2 separate regions of the Bicyclus anynana genome follow, and region 1 is linked to region 2. Evidence: chromatin contacts called from public Hi-C data. All regions are on one chromosome and are shown on one strand. Each heading gives the region's core, a stretch centred on a gene start, on an enhancer-like site or on the middle of the called end of the contact. The rest is flanking DNA. Distances are from core to core; before and after follow the strand shown.

The links. Hi-C and Micro-C count contacts between places; a contact is called where the count stands out from the background.
Region 1: a Hi-C map of whole body shows a contact between it and region 2, with 2.6 times the contacts expected there. The contact joins the promoter of LOC112053181 here to the enhancer-like site in region 2. A contact is called at or near these places in 2 of 2 Hi-C or Micro-C datasets (whole body and whole larva).

The regions. Positions count from the first base shown.
Region 1 is chr23:9,890,116-9,892,951 of ilBicAnyn1.1, forward strand. LOC112053181 (E3 ubiquitin-protein ligase goliath) reads right to left here and starts at 1,434. Exons shown (of 12, transcript XM_052888644.1): 1 at 1,047-1,434. LOC112050967 (protein mini spindles) reads left to right here and starts at 2,566. Exons shown (of 37, transcript XM_052888643.1): 1 at 2,566-2,756.
Region 2 is chr23:9,797,068-9,800,209 of ilBicAnyn1.1, forward strand. LOC112053181 (E3 ubiquitin-protein ligase goliath) reads right to left here. Exons shown (of 12, transcript XM_052888644.1): 3 at 1,680-1,877; 4 at 310-409. Among protein-coding and RNA genes, the nearest start is that of LOC112053184, 59 kb to the left of the region's middle. Within about 2 kb of position 1,769, at least 6 of the 8 cell types and tissues checked have open chromatin away from gene starts, as enhancers often do.

The sequences.
Region 1 (2,836 bases), core at 184-2,683, 93 kb after region 2:
GATTCGTGCTCAATAGTGAGCCGAAAATGGGTCATCATTAGCAAAAAAAAATTGCTAATGATGACTAGACGCTAGACCATTTTACATACTATCAAGTGTGCCGACAGTCCGTGGCATCAAATCTGCAGAAAGCTTAGAGATATAGGGAAATAGTCAAATTTTCAAAATACAGTTACGACTATGGTTTGGATTATTGTTTGGACAGAAGGGCTAGCTCATTTTTTGCGCAAAGGATCAGCCTGAGAATTTTTCAAATCGTTTCAGTAGTTTCGGAGCCAGTTCAATGCATAATATCTCATAATCATAATACCTATGTCATTGATAATATTAGTACCTATATTATGTAGATTAGATCTTTTTAAAAACCGGTATTTAAACTTACTTAATGGTTTCTAGTTTGATTTTAATTAATAGTTTACCTTTTTTCAGTTTCAGGTAGTTTACAAAGTACCTATAGTAAAAAAATTAAACTCTCAAACATTTTTTTTTTACTTTTTTATTGTTGGGAAACTTGTATCAAATAAGTTGGTAGGCATAATGGAAACCAAATTCTTATATATTATATAAAATAAAAAAATTAAATAAAATTCATTTATTCAGGCATTCTTATATCAGGCATATTAAGAAAAACATAAAAACAAAAATCGAAAATAAAATTAAAAAGCCAAAATATTATAATACCTACACTTACTCTTAATTCCAATTTCAATGTTTAATAGGTATAATACCTACAATAAAGTATAATTATAATACCTTATAAATATACTTTATTAAACCTTACCTTATAAATTAAGAGTAAGTGCTCTTAATTTCAATTTCAATGTTTTTCTACGCATAGGTCTAATTTCCTAGACTATTTTTATTTGTACCACGGCTATAACAAAATGATAAGCACCTTTACCTATTTGAATTTAGAATAGTCTATTTTTGAACTACCCGCCATATGTAGGTGTTTACCATGAATTATAAATAGATATAATAATAAATAACTGTGTAAGATATAAATAAATGCTCGTAAATTATTTTAGTATAATCAATGTACTTACAATATGAAGCATACTATGCTCGAACAGCTGTTAAAATGCCTCTTCAGACATAAAATAATCTTGCATCGATACCAAACGAAAACACAACATAACCGTACGTTTATTGTCTCATTCACTGATCTTTTACTCTTTTCAATTCCAATTTAGAATTTATAAAACACTATTGGTGAATCAAACAAACGAAACGCTATTAATCTTTTATCAGTTGGTTATATGAACTGCGAACGCACAGTAGTCACGAAACGAAAAACCGCGACACACGTCTCGTTCTCAGACGCTCTCGAAACCATTTGAAAAACTGTGATAAAAAAATAGAATGAGTGAATACAAGAATGTATTATTCATTCGTTCGTAGCGCCAGCCGAGCTGTTTGCATTCTCTTTGTCTAAGAATGAAATAAAAACAAAACAAACCAGTAAGCGTGAATGATTACATCCACATTGAATTTATTGGAGTATCAGCATTGTTTGGGTGTATTGCAACCAATAGAGTACAAGTATTGACCAATCAGGCTTCAAACCTCGCTGTAATAGCGAATGGACAAAGACAGTCTATGGTCGCAAGATAGTTGCTGTCAAAGTTCCAATCTACGCTCCTATCACAATAATCAAAGACAAATGAATGAGCAGAAGAGAATGAAAAAGTATTGCCACCCCTAAAAATATTTAAAATTATAGTAAGGTACAAATGACCCGGATATTTTACATTTAAATAAATAAAGTACATATTTTTTTAAATAAACTTGCTTTTATTAATACTTATATTCTATAGATAGATATTAATACTTAATTTCAATGATTGATCATGGTGAATCAATATTAATTTAATTACAATAAATGAGTTGTTATTTTTGTCGAGTAAAATACACTATTTATCAATAAATACATTATTTTTATTAACTAAATGTTTTATGTGCTAATGCTATTTGCATTAAATTGACCAGATTCTCTAAATATTATTTTGAAAGATACTATTCAATTGTTGTAAATCATATCTTTGAAATATTATTATTATTTAGGTAAGCTTTATTTTATACCACTTACTTTAATCGTTTTTCAAAAAGATGTTATTAGTAAATGATTTTTATCCATTAATTTGAAATTTGCGCGAAAATACCTAAACACGTGACATAAGTATGTAAGCTGTGACATTATTTAATTACACTTACATACTTAAGTAACATTTATTTGTTGAGAAAATCTTTTTTTGAGATGGCGGAAAATACACATAGGAAATCTTGATCGAGAGTATGAAGTTAAGATTGTCAATCCTCCTCGCTTCCTTTGCAGTTGATTTTTTCGATATAATGATATTTTGAAACACTGGAAAAAATCAATCAATTTGGTTCATACCTTGGTCGAAACTTGAAACCGATACTTCGGTCGCAAAGCATAAATAAATCACAACTCTTTTCCACTAAGTACCTTAAGCAAATGTCATTCATGATAGGTCTCAAGCTAACTCGCACGGACTATAAAGTATTTCAATTTTACATATTGGCAATGGCAACACTCATTCTTACGTCCATTTTCTTCTCTTCAGTTCACGTCAATTCAGAAACTTGAAAAAAACGACATCGTGAAAGAAACTCTTTTTGTTGGATTAAAGATAACTTCTGGTTAGATAATGTGAAATATTTACAATATATGTGGTTCAAGTTTAATTTATCTCGTTTAATAACGCTGACGCATTGAAAACATCTGCGTAACGGTAAGTTTAATTGCATCTGAGTAATTTGTTTGTATCGTAGAAAGTGACCGTTGTCGGGCGTCTGCCCAATGTATGTGATC
Region 2 (3,142 bases), core at 519-3,018:
CGAGTCGAGTGATTGACTCGTTTGTAAATAGTATGTTCAACCATTTATTCTTCCTATTATTTAAATTATCTATCAAATTTAATATATCCACGCGATCGACTACAGTTATGGGCTTCCTGATAGTGAGAGTTACAGAGTCAAATAGTATCCATTATTTATTCAACCGGCTTTGTTGTAGCTCTAAAACATAGATTCATCAACTTAACAAAATTAATTACTGTTCTTTCTTACTGGCAGTACCTACTTACTGTCTTTATTATTAAAAGTAAACTTAATTTTAAAGTAAGCATTTTAAAAGCTCAAACTTACGTCCGTTGTCAATGGTCAGTTTCATCTTCTCCAGCACCGTTGTGTCCCGATCGTTGTAGATGAGCACCGCCGAGGCGTTCGCCCGCCAAGCATTCTGAACCTTCAATCAAAGGGGATAAGGGTTATAATCTTTTAACTCTTTGCTAAGCAGCGATACGTTGAAAGCATCTTATTTACTTCATCATTATACAGGCCTCTTGTATGGACTTCCAAAAATCAAGGTCTCGCAGCATCTAGCGGCTCCCTACTACCCGGTCTATGTCGAAGTGGGGGGTCGATCGACACTGCGCTTTCCGGTGCGGGGTCTCTATTCCAGCACATTCGGACCCTAAAGTGCACGTTTTTCGAACGATGCGCCTATCCATTGCCATTTTAATTTCGCATAAAACGCACATTTCAGGCAAAAATAAAAAGCTGAAGAGTTTGTTTGTTTGGACGCGTTATTCTTGGGAATAATTATTTGAACTGAAAAATTATTTTTATGTTAGATAATCGTTTATAGACATAGCATCACGATAAGCTATGCAATAGGAGTAAAACATCAAATAAATATGTGGCAAAAACAGAAAAATATTCCTTTTCAGTTTTCGTAGATTGCGTTACTAAAACGGTTAAAATTACGCAAAAAATATGTATGACAGAATTGTTCTCCTTCAAAAGTTCTACAAAAAAAAACGCTAAATAAGTCGTAGACATCAGTTATCATGATTTTATTATGATTGTACCAATATTAAGTACTATCATTCTCTCAAATAACGATAATTACTTGATTATATTTAGCGTCGCGTTATCATTATGCTGTTGATAATAAAATTTCCCAATATCAGCTGATATTGGGAAATATTGGAGAGCTGGATTATGACCACAATGATAACGCAGGGTATCTAGACTGCGCGTTATTAAGCGCCTGTTACCATTGCAATGACAACGTTGGAGTTCCATAGTATTTTTATTTTTCTTTTTTTATATTTCAAAAAATAAGTAGAGGTACGTACGGCGGCGGTACGTCTTTGCCGGTAGGGTGGTAACTAGCCACGGCTGAAGCCTCCCATCAGCCAGTCCTGAGCCAATTAAAACATCTCAATCGGCCCAACGGGGATCGAACCCAGGACCTCGGTTTTGTAAATCCACCGCGCATACCACTGCGCCACGGAGGTCGTTAGCATTTTTAGTAACAACTAGCTGACGCCGCGCGGTTTTAACCGCGTGGTTCCCGTTCCTGTAGGAAAACGGGGATAATATATAGCCTTCCTCGAAAAATGGGCTATTTAACACTGAAAGAATTTTTCAAATCGGACCAGTAGTTCCTGAGATTAGCGCGTTCAATCAAACAAACAAACTTTTCAGCTTTATAATATTAGTATAGATACCTTAATCTCAAAGTTGCAGCTGCCCCGACGAATGACCGCGATCCAGGGTTCTCTCGGCAACGGCTCACTGGGTGCAGCGGCCGACAGCAACGGCCACGTGCACCCAGTGTGGTCGCGCGCGCCATCTGCACCCTTGGCTCGCACGTGCACGGCCACACCGCGGGACGAGCCGATGAAACCCTCGCCGTACTTGCCGGACTGGGGAAGAACAAATTTGAATTTAGAACATCACACAATACCCGTAATTTAAATTCAGAACGAATCTATCATGAATTACAACTTGAATTTGAATTTAGAACTGGAACAACTTTTATTTGAATTCAGAACCAATCCATCAACAGCTTTAATTTGAATTCTGAACTAATCACACCTAACAAAGGAGATGGTCCAATTCAGGTCAAAATTTATTAAAGTGAATAAATCTAACTAAATAAAAAAAAAAAAATTAAAACCCAAGTTTTTGAGTTTTATCAAGATGGCGTCAATATAGCAACTATGACATGACAATTGACAGCAAACGTCAAATCGATTACTGCGTTGAAAACGTCATCAATCCGCCATTATTACCCATAGTAGTGTTGCATTTCTTGGGAGATAATGAATATTATTTCGAAAAAATTAAAGTAAATTCGTAGATTTCTATATTCAAAAATAGTTAAAAAATTAATTTTATTTCCGCTAGAGTACAATGATTGATCCTGGAATCCATACAATTTTGGACCATTAATTGGTGAACCGTTCGTTCGTAAACAATTTAGAACTTATACATAATATAATATCACACTCGACAACCTGTTCTTCTAGGAAGTTCTGATCTAGAACTCTTAGTTTATTATTGGGTCATGAAGATAATAATTAATAACAATAATTTTCCTTATTTACGACTCCCATAGTCCGGAATATACCTACTTTGTATGTGGACTGGTTTATGACATGTTTCAAACATTAGTAATTAAAAGTCCCCCAAAGGAAACGATTAAATCGTGTCATCACTCATCAAGTCTATTTCTATTTCTTTTAAATTATAAATAAAACGTTCAAATTTTTATAAAATTTTCTGAATGGCTTATCCACATTATACCTCGGACCGAGACAATGTACCACGCAATTTGTAGGACATTTTTTTTTTCATTCTTTACAAGTTAGCCCTTGACTACTATCTCACCTAATGGTAAGTGATGATGCAGTATAAGATGGAAGCGGGCTAACTTGTTAGGAGGTGGATGAAAATCCACACCCCTTTCGGTTTCTACACGGCATCGTACCGGAACGCTAAATCGCTTGGTGGTACGTCTTTGCTGGTAGGGTGGTAACTAGCCACGGCCGAAGCCTCCCACCAGCCAAACCTGAACTAATTAAGGAAATCTCAATCTGCCCAGCCGGGGATCGAACCCAGGACCTCCGTTTTGTAAATCCAACGCGCATACCACTGCGCCACGGAGGCCGTCATTGTGGCTTTTCCC